3 separate regions of the Pan troglodytes genome follow, and all the other regions are linked to region 1. A link is a contact called in public HiChIP or PLAC-seq data. All regions are on one chromosome and are shown on one strand. Each heading gives the region's core, a stretch centred on a gene start, on an enhancer-like site or on the middle of the called end of the contact. The rest is flanking DNA. Distances are from core to core; before and after follow the strand shown. Region 1 holds the start of CD40 (CD40 molecule). Region 2 holds the start of SLC35C2 (solute carrier family 35 member C2). Region 3 holds the start of CDH22 (cadherin 22).

Region 1 (4,401 bases), core at 548-3,047:
CTCAATAAATCCTGTGGAATGAGGGAGGCTGTTGGGACAGTCCAGATGAAAGATGGCACCCTCTGAATTAGGGCAGTGGCAGAGGTGACAGAAAATAAGGGATGGATCCTAGAGGCAGAATCCACAAGACTTGCAAATGTGCCCTTAACAGCAGAAGCCACGAGAATGGGGTTAGAAGTGTCCTCCTCTTCCATCCTCCCTGATCTGTGAGGTCTGGCCTCTTGTCCTGTTCCAGAAATTGAGAGCTTGGAGGGTCATCACCTCAACCGTTGTCTAGTTCAAGCTCCTAAGTTTTCCTTGGAGAAAAATTTAGGCCAAAGGCAACACAGTCCTTCAGAGGCAGAGGCTGCACCAGAACCCAGGTGTTCCATGCTGCAAAGCAGAGTGTTAACACTGGTTCAAGAACATCTTGAGGGCCAGGTGCGGTGGCTCATGCCTGTAATCTCAGCACTTTGGGAGGCCAAGGCAGGTGGATCACCTGAGGTCAGGAGTTTGAGACCAGCCTGGCCAACGTGGAGAAACCCCGTCTCTACTAAAAATACAAAAATTAGCTGGGCGTGGTGGCGCCAGCCTGTAATCCCAGCTACTCGGGAGGCTGAGGCAGGAGAATTGCTTGAACCCAGGAGGCAGAGGTTGCAGTGAGCCGAGATCATGCCACTGCACTCCAGCCTGGGCGACAGAGCGAGACTCTGTCAAAAAAACCCCAAAAACCAAAAACCAAACAAACACCCAAAAAACAAAATGAAACAAAAAACAAAAAAACAAAAGCATGTCTTCAGAGTTCATGAACCCAGGAAATGTAGGCACAAGTGAGTGTGTGTTTCTGCAAAATGAGAGGGTCCCGAGTTTCCTAACATACTTAAAGTGTTTTATGATGCCACAAAAGGCTGGCCCGCTCTTTTTTTTTTTTTTGAGATGGGGTTTTGCACTGTCGCCCAGGCTGAAGTGCAGTGATGTAATCATTGCAATCATGGCTCACTGCAACCTTGACTTCTTGAGCTCAAGCGATCCTCCTGCCTCAGCCTCCTGAGTAGCTGGGACTACAGGTGTTTGCCACCATGCCTGGCTAACTTTTAAATTTTTTTTTTTTTTTTAGAGATGGGGGTCTTGCCATGTTGCCAGGCTGGTCTTGAACTCCTGGCCTCAAGCAATCTCCCTTTTTGGCCTTCCAAAGTGTTAGATTACAGGCGTAAGCCACCGCGCCTGGCCCCCACCTTTATTTTTATTTTTATTTATTATTTATTATTATTTTTTTGAGACGGAGTCTTGCTCTGCCTTCGAGGCTGGAGTGCAGTGGCATGATGTCGGCTCATTGCAATCTCTGCCTCTGCCGTTCAAGCGATTCTCCTGCCTCAGCCTCCTGAGTAGCTGGGATTACAGGCGAACGCCACTACATCCGGTTAATTTTTGTATTTTTAGTAGAGACGGAGTTTCACTATGTTGGCCAGGTTGGTCTCGAACTCCTGACCTCAAGTGATCTGCCCGCCTCGGCCTCCTAAAGTGCTGGATTACAGGCGTGAGCCACCGCGCCCGGCCCCACTCTTAATAAATGCCTGTCTCCAGGTGCTGGGTGGGAGGTGGGATGGAATGGAATGAGGTGAGGACGCATGGATGCATGGATGAATGGATGGGAAGTTGAGACGACGCGCCCACACGAGGGAATTTCCTTTGAAAGAGAGCGAAATTCTGAGTTGGGAAACTCTTCCTTGAAACGCCTCCCCATACCCCAGCTGTGGCCTTCCCGTTTTCTGCGTGGTGGTGTGGGGGGAACTTCCTCAGGACTCTCCGCAGTGGAGCCTCTTTCGGTTCTGCCAGGATACCTAGAGGCAGCGGAGAGCGGGGCAGGGAGGGGAAAACCGTGAGGGTCCCTGTGGCAGGCCCCAGCACCCATGGGATCTCTCTCCGGTCGCAGGAAGCAGGCTAGCTCCTAGCCCGCCTCGGCTTGGCCTTTGTGGGACCTGGGGGCAAAGAAGAAGGGCTGTCTCTGGGACCATGCCTCCTCCCGTACCCAGCAAGATGCGTCCCTAAACTCCCGGGGGAATTAGACTTGTGGGAATGTTCTGGGGAAACCCCTGCGCGGTGAATTGCTGGGGGCTCCGCCCCCCCGATAGGTGGACCGCGATTGGTCTTTGAAGACCCCGCCCCTTTCCTGGGCGGGGCCAAGGCTGGGGCAGGGGAGTCAGCAGAGGCCTCGCTCGGGCGCCCAGTGGTCCTGCCGCCTGGTCTCACCTCGCCATGGTTCGTCTGCCTCTGCAGTGCGTCCTCTGGGGCTGCTTGCTGACCGCTGTGAGTTGTTTTTGCCCCGACCAGACGGGAGTTGGGAGTGGGGAATGAGAAGGAAAGGGAAGGAAGACTTCGGGGAAGAGGCCTTCCTGGCTGATTTTTGTGGGGGCAGGAGGGTGGGTAGGAGCTGGGCAAGGTGCCCCCGCACCTGGCTGAATGGGGTGGGCTGCCTCTCTCTTCTCCCGGGCTGGGGTCCCGGGAGCGGCCTACAGGGGCCGCTCAGGGAAGGCACTGGCTGCCCAAGCGTGCCTAGACGGCCTGGACGGGTTTAGGGAGCCTCAGAGGCTGGCCACACAGAGACTGGTAGGGGGTTCGGAGGGCGGGAAGTGAGGCGGACCAAGGGAAGGGGCGGGTCTGGCCCGTTTCCTGTCCCCTTCTTATTGTGGACAGATGCCAGCCTCTGTAAGTAGTTATCATCTCCTTGCCAGCTGGGGCTGCCTTCTTCCAGGGCATCTTGTGGGAACAAGAGATGGGTGCAGAGGCCCAGGTACTTTTGTGAGAAGGCAAGGAGCTTTTAACATCGCCCTCCACCCCGAACCGTATCTTGGGTGTTCCAACCTAGGAGGAATCCCCAGGGCTTTGCCTTTTTCTCCTGAATTTAAGATGACATAGGAGACCCCTGGGGGAGATGAACAGTTTATGGGACACAATAAAGGGTTAGGAGACCAGAGTTCTGGTTGGCTCTGACCAGGGCTGGTGATCAGAGGGCTGGAGAAACCAGGGGTTTCTCCAGGCACCAGAGGGGCTCAGAGCCAACCAAGCATATCTCCGGGATTTTCAGAAGCCTACACTTGACTCACTTTTTGTTTAAATGTATTTTTGTAGTTCCTCATTCTGGAGGCTGGGAATCCCCCAAGTACCTGGCTCCTTCATCCCAGCCCCTCTGGCCTCCCCCTACTTTAGAGGGCTGTAGATTCCGGCCTGAAGCCTGGGCAGGAATGACCCATGGTATCAAGGAAAGCAAGGGAAGCAGCAAGGGAAGAGAGGGAGTGGGGAGGCTGCTTTGGTCCCAGAGCTTTCACTTTCACCCGAAGCAATGGCTCTTAGGGAACAGGGAGGCAGGGGGAGGGCGGAGCTGGAAAGAGGTAAAGGGGGGCCCTTGTGGTAGGAGTGGAGAAAGAGCCAGAGGAGGTGGGGTGAAGGGTGTGATCCAGGCTTCTCAAGAGCAGAGTTTGCCCTCATAACTCCCAACTTTGGCTCCAGGTAGAGGCTGGGCTGTGACAACAATGTCAGAAGCTATCTATTGAGGGCGTCTTGTGTGTCAGGCTCTGAGCCAAACACTGCCTGTTTTCTTTGTCTGATTTCTCACAACTCCTCCATTATACAGATGGGCAAATTGAGGCTCAGAAAGGGGGATTGTCTTGCCAAAGGTCTCATAGCTAGCTAATGGAAGAACCTGGTTGTGAATCTACATCTGCATGATTCCAGAGCCTGCCTCTCAGATAGTGAGAGTCTCCAAGCTCTGGTCCTGAGCTGTTTTGTGGCAGAAGGACCAGAACTATGGGGAGTGAGAACTGGAGATTGACAGACTTTTAGGGGAGCGTTTTATTTCTCATGTGTTTGAAGATGGTATCAAGGACTTTCCTATCTTTGGGAGTGTGGGAGCTCCACGTTCACAGGATGGTGTCTTGCAATGAGCTGCTGGGGGGCAGTAGCCTTTTCTACTTCCTTTCCCATTTTGGGTAAGACACATTTCTGTAAGTAATTTGCTGAGATACCCAGGTTGAATGAGAGCCACCAGTTAGGTAGGATTCTGGACAGCCAGCCAGGTAGCCGGGCTGCTTGCCATATATCATGCAAGCAGAAACAAATGAATGATAATTAAAATTGCCGTTTAATGAGCACCTACTATGTTCCTGACACTGTGCTAGGCCATATACATGTATTCTTTCTTATCTTCACAATCCAACCTGCAGGGCAGGCATTATTATTCCCATTTTAGAGATAGAGAAACTGAGGCTAAGAGAAGCAAAATAACTAGTAAGTGTTACAAAGTCAGGACTGGAGTCTAAAGCTGTCTGACTCTCAAACTTGTGTTCTTTTCACTGGCTGTTCCCAAACTGTGGGACAGTTTTAAGGAGCACATGGACATAGAATTAAACATACACTTACTTTACA
Region 2 (4,401 bases), core at 914-3,413, 250 kb after region 1:
ACATGCTGGCACTAACAGAGCTTTCTTCTGAGCACTCTTCCCTCATGGCTCCTCCTGTGGCTTCCAAGCCAGGGAAGTCTGTTCACTCTTCTGTTAACCAACTTCTTGCAGTTCCTGCTTTTGCTGCATTTCCTGCTGCAGCACTGCAACACCCTCCCTCCACTGTTCAAATGCTGACCTTCCTTCACAGACCTGGCCCAGCTCCCCTGCCTCCAATAAGTCCCTATGGCTACCCCGCCTACAAGAAGCACTGTCTCAAATTTAACTCATTTTCTTATTGGGATTCAGAAGGTCACCTATGCCCAAACACAAAGCCAAATCTCAGCTAGAAGGGTCCCTGGAGATCATCTAGGCACTTAATGAGCATTTATTAAGCACTCCTGTAGGCCCACCACTGGAGACACAGACGTGAAACTGAAAAGGTCCCCACCCTTATTTTATAAGGGAAACAAGATTTAAAGGAGTAAACAACTCTTTTTGAAATCTCATTTGCTCAGGAAGGAAAGTCCATATTCTGCCCCACTTTCCACAGAGAGCAGCTTAGCTGGGGGCAGCAGTCACATCAAGGTAAGGCTGGCTGGTGCATCACTGCCACACCTGCTTCCCTCCATCTTCCTAACTGTAACTTGGGCAGCATGGTTTAGTGCTTAAGAGTGTGGGCTTTGGAGTTAGACACTGAGAATCAAATCCTGGTGTCCCTACTCACTACTGTGTGACCCTAAGTTACTTGACCTCTGGACTCAGTTTCTCCAACTGTAAAGTGGCATCAGGTACAGCATTAAATGCTAGCTCATGGTAGAGGCTTACTCCCCTCCTGGTCCCCTTAACAGTGAAACTTCCCCAGAGGACCCTGCACTGCCAGTCCAACTCCTTCACCCCCTGCTCTCACTTCAGCCCATCTCCACTGCTCCAGTGAGTCACCACACCCTCCTCCCTGCTGCCCCTTCAAAGGCTTAATCTCTACTCTTTTTGTTGTTGTTGTTGTTGTTTTGAGATGGAGTTTCAAGGCTGGAGTGCAATGGCGTGATCTCGGCTCACCGCAACCTCCGCCTCCCGGGTTCAAGTGATTCTCCCGCCTCAGGCTCCCGAGGAGCTGGGAATACAGGCATGTGCCACCATGCCCGGCTAATTTTGTATTTTTAGTGGAGACAGGGTTTCTCCATGTTGGTCAGGCTGGTCTCGAACTCCCGACCTCAGGTGATCTGCCCGCCTTGGCCTCCCAAAGTCCTGGGATTACAGGCGTGAGCCACCGTGCCGGGCCGGCTTAGTCTCTATTCTTACCTTACACAATGGATCACTTCCTCCTCCTAGAAAAAACCTTCTCTTGGGTGCCACGATACCACATTCTCCTGGTTTTTCTTCTGCTTTTCTGGACTCTTTATTGGTCTTTTTTGCTGGCACCTTCTTGTCAACTCAATCTATAAAAATTGGGTGCCTAGAGCTTGGAACCTGGCTTCTCTTCTCTCTTAAATCTTACCCTACATAATCTCATCCTACCCAATCCACTTGCCAATGATTTCTAAATTCTTTACATCAGCCCTGATCTTTTCTGTATCAGACTCATATATCTAACTGCCTATTTGGTAGCTGCACTCCAAATATCTAAAACTTAAGATGCCCTAAGAAGATTTCGTAATTATTTCTCACGCTCCCAATCTATCCCAAAGTCATTTAGTAAATGCCAGCATAATACACTTGGTTACTTAAGCCAAAACCAAAAATCTATGATGAAGTCATCTTTGACCACTTATTTCTGTCATTTCTCAAATCCTGCCCTGTCAGTTCCACTTTCAATACACTTCTTGACCCCTCTACTTCTCTTCCTCTCCATTCCCACTACCACAGTCTAAGCCACAATTATCTTTCACCTGCTGACTGCCACTGGTCTAACTGGTCTCCCCGTTTCCTCTTTCGCCCCTAAGGCCTGGAATCTATAAAGCAGCCAGAGAGATGGTACACGAAACAGATCATGCCCTAAGGCTAAGCCCAGCTCCTCAGCCTGGTCCACAAGGAAGGCCTCTGTAACCTCATTCTTCTGCCACCGGTCCCAGCACCCGCCACAGCGGCCCCCTGCCACGTGTCAAACACATCAAACCTGTGTTTTTCTTTACTTGCTGCTCTTCCTGCCTTCAGCTCCCTTCCGCAGACCTCCGCTTGGCTGAATACTTTCTCCAATGCCCCACCCCTCCCAATCCTCGTGGCACTCCCACCTCTGACGTTTCCTTGTTTGCTCACGTGTTTACTGCCCGCCCCAATCCCACCGCGGGAAGCAGCCTCTCAGAGGGCAGAGCCGTGTCCGATTCCGGCCCGGGTCCCGCACCCAGGACGTCGCAGGTGCTCAGGAAATACCAGATGAGCCGGCGTCCGGCAGGTGCCTTGCAGGAGGGCGCTTGGAGACCCCTGCCCTCTCCACAGACGGCGAAACTGAGGCCCGGGGAGGGGCAGGGGCGTGGCGTACCCCATGTCAACCCGCGCATTTCCCGGGCGGGGAGCCCGCTTCCCGTCTCCAGCCCCGGCCCCCCAGCCTCTGGGAGTGCGCCGGGAGGCCGGCCGCGCACCCACTCACCTCGGCCCTGGGAGCTCCAGGCCGGAATCTTCCCACCGGAAGTGCGAGGCCGGATGCCGCCGCCGAACCGCGGCACGGGCGGTAACTTCCGCCGGAAGCTACCCAGGGGCTGGGCGGAGCCGGGGCGAAAAGACGGGGCGGGGCAGCACGGGGGCGGGGCAGCACGGGGGCGGGGCGTCTGTTGTGGTCGGGTTCTGAGGTGGTCTGGTCTTTCTGAGGTACAGCGTAGTTTTGTCCTCCGCGAAGTCCCTCAGGCTCAGAGCACAGCCGTGTAATTGTCTGCGTCTCTCCCGCGCTCAATCAGGGGCTTGCTTTGGAACCCCGGTGACTGCTAGTGTTCTGCATACAGTGAGCATCCAAAAAATGGTAACTTGTTTACTTTTACTGAACAAATTGTTTTTCTTATGTCCAGTCTAATGCTGGGCAACCATGGAATGAACCACGAAGATAAGTATCTCATGGGCTTTTTCTTCTGGGAGCTCAGGCGAGCTGGGGCCATTACAACTTAAAACTTGGGCGATCCAGAAGTAATACGAAACATTTGTGAAATATTTTCTGTATGAAACTTTCTAAGAGTTATCTCAACTTCAATAGGTTGAGTAGGGAGAGAGCATCCCAGATAGAGGAAATGGGAGAATCCTAAAGGAGGGTGAGAAAGGTCCAGCCGTGCCTGGGGCTCACAGGTTGTTTATAACTGTGGTGGTTAAAGTAGCCAAGAGGCAGGTTGCAGTGGCCCCAAAATGCCAGCCTAGGGAGTTCAGATTTTCTTCATCTTGCGGGATGGATTAAAAGGGCAGCATTTGCAGTCAAGAATGTTAGGCCAGGGCAAGCTAGGGTTGCACATTCAGACCCAGTTTTGTGCCTTTTGCCCTCCTCTAGCCTCCTCCTGGGCTCTCTGGCAGTAAGACCAGCTGCAAACATGGATCCTTACAAGTGACTCAGCTGGGATCCCTGGCCCCTCTGAACAGAAGGCTCCAGGCCAGAGTGTAAGCAGTGTTTTATGCAAACTGCGGCTGTCACCGCCGCCAGCTGGCATCATGCAGGCATTAGTTCATTGAGTGCTTACCAAGCACCTACAATGGTACCCATCACTGCCCAAGGTCTTGGCTTTATTCAGTCCTCAGGCTTGTATTGCATGCACTTTCTATGCCTTTTGAAAGAGCTTGCCCTCACACCCTTCTCTCTCAGAGGCAAGAGAAAGTATCTATTTTCATCACCACCCTCATTTAAGTCTCCCAGCTACCAAGGCCAAGGTTTGGAGCAACAGCCTAAAACACCAGCTGGAAGGCTGGGCACTAAGCACAGGCAACACACAGGGTAAAGAGCGTGTCTTCTTTGTAAGGCACAAGTACTCGAGCTGTTCCCTGGCTGTGTCCCTGGCAGGGAGAAGAGGGAGGATGTGTTCATGGGGGTGTACAGTATGCCTTACCTTGCTGTACCCGGCAGGGTTGAGCAGAAAACGCTTTGTCCCAGTGCAGCAATCTGTGAACACTCTTAACCAGCAGGTGTGTGTCTGTGTGTGTGTATGTGTGGGAGGAGCGAATGATGAGGAGGAAGGGACTCTTGGAAGGTGACTAAGGGCTCCAGCTGGAGCTCTCCAGAGTCTCCCAGATACATGGAGATCAAGTCTTGTCAAGGTGAAATCTTCACCATTGGGCAGGGGGCAAGTACAGACAAACAGCTGTTAACAGGAACCACGGTTTGTACATGAAAGAGTATTTATTGAAAACATGGTTACTGACAGGAAGCTCCTGGCTGCTCTCTGGTTACAATCTTGGCTCACAACTGGAAGTGTTACATACTTTTTACTTCCCCTCAATTTTATTTTTCCCCAA
Region 3 (4,401 bases), core at 911-3,410, 190 kb after region 1:
GAGAGACCTGGCTGGCTTTATAAAGTACCTGCCCCCGAGGCATTGGCAGTGGTGGACCCGGAAGGGCACACAGACATCTCCAGCAAGCAGTGTTTAAATGTTGGCAATGCCCTTCCCTTCCAGGAGGAATGGAAGGGGAGTGTCCCAGACACTGGGACAAGGAGGGAAATAAGGGTGAAGTAGAGAAATGGCTGGGGCAGGGAACAGTTGAGTGCTACAGAAAAACTGAGGCAGACAGGATAGAAGATGGGTCGGGGTTGGGGGGGACGAGGAAATGGTCATTGGTGGGCAAAGACCAAAGGATGTCACTATGGGTGTAGAGGCCAAGTTTCAACAAGGGCTGTAGACTAGGGGCAACTGAGGGGGACGGAGTGGGCACTGATGGACACATATACGGGATACAAATGAAGGACAGAGAGTCGCGGTGGTTAGGGAGGAGCCTTTGGGCCCTAGGGCAGTGGTGATGCTGATATAGGGTATTGGCGCTGACCAGTGGGAGAAGAGGATGAGATCCTGAACCTGGGTGGAGAGGGAGAGAGAGCTGGCAACAGCCAAAGCCCTCAAATGAGCCGCTGCCTGTGCTGGGGGCACCTCGGCCAGCCCCAGAAACCTGGGGAGTGCTGGAATCAGCCCCACAGAAAAAGAAGCTGGCATGCGCAACCCTGGCGACGCCCGAAGGGTTTGGAGAGAAGAGGTTCCAAGGAGCGAGCACCTCGGAAGACCTGAGCAGCTTCAAACAGCAGCTTCTCTGCCCGCCACAAGGGGGTGCCCTGCACCTCGGGGAGACCTCGGGGGATCCTGGATCAGCCCTGCCCGCTGCAGCCTCGCCTGGGACAGGGCCCGACGTTGCCTGAGAAGAGGCAGCGGGGAGGCGCGAGCGAGACGGGTCCACACTGTGCCCACCCAGGGCTGCCCGGCACCCCGCGCGCCCACGCAGTCCACTCTTCACAGTAAACGCCGCGGCCCCCGAGGGTTAGCCCTAAGTGGCACTCTCTTTGGACGTTAGGCTGTCGGGGGCCCCGTCCTTCTTCCCCAGCGGGGACGGTGTCTCCGGAGTCGGGTCCTAAGGAAGAGAGCAGCGCTGGCTCTCGCTCACCGCCAGCCCGCCCGACGACCATAGGGCAGGGGGGGTCGCGCCGGTGGGGCCGGCAGGGGTCCCTGTGGGCCGCCTCCCCGGCTAAGAGGGGACCAGAACCGTGCGTGTCGCCGCGGCTGGAGTCAGCCTCCGGGTGTCCCCGGACGCGGCACGACCTCGCACATACACACCGCGCGCACACGCTCGCGCCGTGCGGTATTTCCCGGCCCCGGACCCCGCCTCTGGGAGGGGCCGGGGAGCCGAGCCCCGCTAGCAGGGTTGGGGGACCGGGAACGCCTGGGTCCCAGCCCTCGCGTCAGGGCTGTGCGCCACCTTCCCAGCCCCTTTTGGCGCGCCGGCTCGGCCCCTGGCGCTGCCACCCCTCGGCCCGCGGGGGTCCCGGAGGCTCCCGGGCGCGCGGCGGACGAGGTTGTGGGGACGGCTGGGAGCTGCGGGCTTCGGGCCGAGAGGCGGCTCGGCTCCGCGCCGGGGAAAGTTTGGACGTGGGAAACTCCCTCCCCGCCCTCCCGGCCGAGAGGAGGGGGCGCGCAGGGCCGGGCGCAGGCACCCCGGCTCCTCCTGCGGCTGGAGGCTCGCCCCCCGCGCCGCCTGCCCGGCCGCTCCCGCCGGCCAGGGGGCTCCCTCCCTGCCGGCCAGCCTCCCCTCGGCGGCGATCCGGCCGCTCCTCCCGCGGCACCCTGCGCTCTTACCTCGGGGAGCGGCCCGGGGCTCCCCCCAGTCCTGCCGCCTCGGGACGCTGCGTGGGGCGGGAGCCCCGGCGCGGGCAGCGGGCGAGTCCGGAGCCCCGCGGCCGCCCGCAGGAGCCGGAGGGAGAGCGGGAGCGAGAGGGGGAGCCGCGGCGGCGTGTGCGCGCGTGTGTGTGAGCGAGAGAGCGAGAGAGCGAGGGAGTGAGCGAGCGAGCGGGAGCGAGGGAGTGTGCGTGTCTGACTGGGGGGAAGTGTGCAAGGGACGGATCCCTTCCTTCCTCCCGCAGCCTCTGGTGGAGACTCGGAGAATGCAGGGCCCGCCGGGCAGGAGCGCGGCGCAGTGCCAAGCCGCAGGCGGCCGCCGGCCCGGACCCCCGCAGCCGGGGAGCCCCGGCCCCCGCCCCCCGGATCGCGCCCCTCCTACACCAGGAGGGGACAGCCTTTCCCTCTCTCGGGCGGCCCAGTCCCAGGAAACCCCCCAGGGGACAGTGCCCCTCCCTCCTCCAACCCCAGATCCGCGCGAAGGGAGCGCCCCCAGGAGGGGGACCATCTACCTCCTCGCCTGGCAGCTCCCCAGGTGGCCGCAGTTTGAGACCAGAGCCTACTTCCCCACCTGATTTTAGTGCGAATAGGGCTTCCCATTTCCGCCCCCTGACTACTGCGGGAGGCCGCCTTCAGAGGAGCAGGGGCGCAGGCGAGGGTAGGAGCAGGCTTCTCGAACAGTGGCCGCCCCGGCTTGCTGCCCAGAAAGGCACCTTGCACAGACCAGATCTGCCAGTTCAGAAACAGTCACTGTGCATTGAGGTGGACACAGACCAGGTGCCCAGGGCTGAGTCTCCAGGCAGGTGGGAGGTCGGGTGTCCCCGGGAGAGAAACTTGTGGGCTTTTCCTCTGGAGAGTCCCGCTGGACATCCTTGTAACCAACAAAGTAAGCAGGCAAAACAAGACACCTCCATCCTTAATTTGGTGCCACCTTGACCTGGAGAAGTCTCCCAATAAAATCTTCCCACTGCCCAGAAACTCCTTGCTGGTTGGGTTTTCCGTTCTTTTAAAAATCCGGCTGGTCTGCTCCCTGATGTTTTTTCCACCTGGCCCTGTTTCTTTCTCCTGGCTGCCTGGCTCTCCTTACTACTTCATCTCTCTGGGATGAGGCCTAATGGAGGAGACCCTCCCACCCCACTCCTGAGTTCCCAATATGAGGTCGTTGATGGTAGGATAGGACCAGTGACTCCCATAGACCCACCCTTTGTCTTGGGTTGTAGGTCCCCTTAGGAGTTGCCTGCCCCCCTATTCCCCATGGCTTCCAGATAGGTGGGTGAAGGATAGCAGGAGACTGGACAGCTGCAGACCTCTGTCCCGCCAAGCTGCCAATGACCAGCCATTTAATCACCCACAAGCAGCTGCTGAAGTTCATGGCAAAGAGGGGGCAGGGCCCTCCAGGACCCCCAGCTCTACCTCACCCCTATCCTTCTCTCCTCCTCGCCTCCTTCCCCAATTTCCATCTCCATCTCCACACCCTAGTCCGTCTTGCTGATGATTGGAATCACCTCTCCTGCTGGCTGCCCCTCTGGCCCCTCCTACTAAACTCCATCATTCATTTATTTATTTTGAGATGTATTCTCCACTGTGCCAGTCTGTTCCCTCCCCTACGTCCTTCTCTTGGTTTATTTCCCTTCATTGATCTCTTCTAGCCTTGCCTTTCTATCGCCTTCCTTTTCTCCATCTCTCTCCTCCCCTCTCCTCTCTATCCTTAGCCTCCACTCTTTCATGCTTTCAGAGACCAGAGGCCAGCCTTCCAGGTGCATCTCTTCACTTTTGGTTCTCTCCTCCCGCTCTGACTCACTTTTGCTGTTTGCTCCAGTTCCCACTCCTTCTTTGCCTCTTCCTCCAGGCTCTGGTGTGTGCTGTTCATCTCTGGAGTCAGACCTACTTAGTTGTCCACAGGTTGTTTTGGCCTGGGACACTGTTGCTCTCACATCTGCATGCACACAGTAGGTGCTCAATAAATGTTATTGAATGAACTGTTGTCACATCTTTCTCTTTTGCTCTGGTCTCTCTCTTCTCTCTCTTTTATTTTTATTTTTTTTGAGATGGGGGTCTCACTATGTTGTCCAGGCTGGATTCCTGGACTCAGGTGATCATTCTGCCTCAGCCTCTCAAGTAACTGGGACACCAGGCATGTGCTGCTGCACCCAGCTCCCCATGACTCTTTATTAGACCCTCAGGTTTTCCTATCCCAATGTTTCCTATTTTCAGGCTCATTCTACCGTTATTTCCAATTCTTCCTTCCTTCAACAAACTTTCTCTGAGCGTCCACTCTGTTGTGAGCACTATGGCTAGGCTCTGAGAACACATTGAATGTTTATTGAGCACTTGCTGTGTGCCATAGTTTTGCTTTTAAGTCCTCACAATAATCAGATACTAGTATTAGCCCATTTTACAAATGAGGAAACTGAGACACGGTGTTGAAATAGCAAGATCATTCAGACGGCAAGTAGAGAGATCAGGTTGACGCATTGGGCCTGGGTCAGACCTCTCACTCTGGTCTGGGAGAAGGTAAGCTGGGACTCCTGCTGCAGTGTGGCAGGGGCAGCAAGAGGCAGTGTAGTGTGACAGAGG

The links. HiChIP or PLAC-seq counts read pairs in DNA pulled down with a chosen protein or histone mark.
Region 2: an H3K4me3 HiChIP or PLAC-seq map of stem cell-derived excitatory neurons shows a contact between it and region 1, with 5 times the contacts expected there. The contact joins the promoter of SLC35C2 here to the promoter of CD40 in region 1. A contact is called at or near these places in 4 of 7 Hi-C or Micro-C datasets (blood, induced pluripotent stem cells and stem cell-derived neural progenitor cells), 1 of 1 datasets of contacts at active chromatin or transcription factors (stem cell-derived excitatory neurons) and 1 of 1 other capture datasets (stem cell-derived neural stem cells).
Region 3: a contact with region 1 is called in an H3K4me3 HiChIP or PLAC-seq map of stem cell-derived excitatory neurons, with 4 times the contacts expected there. The contact joins the promoter of CDH22 here to the promoter of CD40 in region 1. A contact is called at or near these places in 1 of 7 Hi-C or Micro-C datasets (stem cell-derived neural progenitor cells), 1 of 1 datasets of contacts at active chromatin or transcription factors (stem cell-derived excitatory neurons) and 1 of 1 other capture datasets (stem cell-derived neural stem cells).

The regions. Positions count from the first base shown.
Region 1 is chr21:52,381,104-52,385,504 of NHGRI_mPanTro3-v2.0_pri, forward strand. CD40 (CD40 molecule) reads left to right here and starts at 1,798. Exons shown (of 9, transcript XM_016938026.4): 1 at 1,798-2,286. The coding sequence starts at 2,236.
Region 2 is chr21:52,626,634-52,631,034 of NHGRI_mPanTro3-v2.0_pri, forward strand. SLC35C2 (solute carrier family 35 member C2) reads right to left here and starts at 2,164. Exons shown (of 10, transcript NM_001280116.1): 1 at 2,096-2,164. It overlaps ELMO2 (engulfment and cell motility 2), which reads right to left. Exons shown (of 21, transcript XM_063802565.1): 21 at 4,267-4,401.
Region 3 is chr21:52,571,179-52,575,579 of NHGRI_mPanTro3-v2.0_pri, forward strand. It overlaps CDH22 (cadherin 22), which reads right to left and starts at 2,161. Exons shown (of 12, transcript XM_016938033.3): 1 at 1,786-2,161.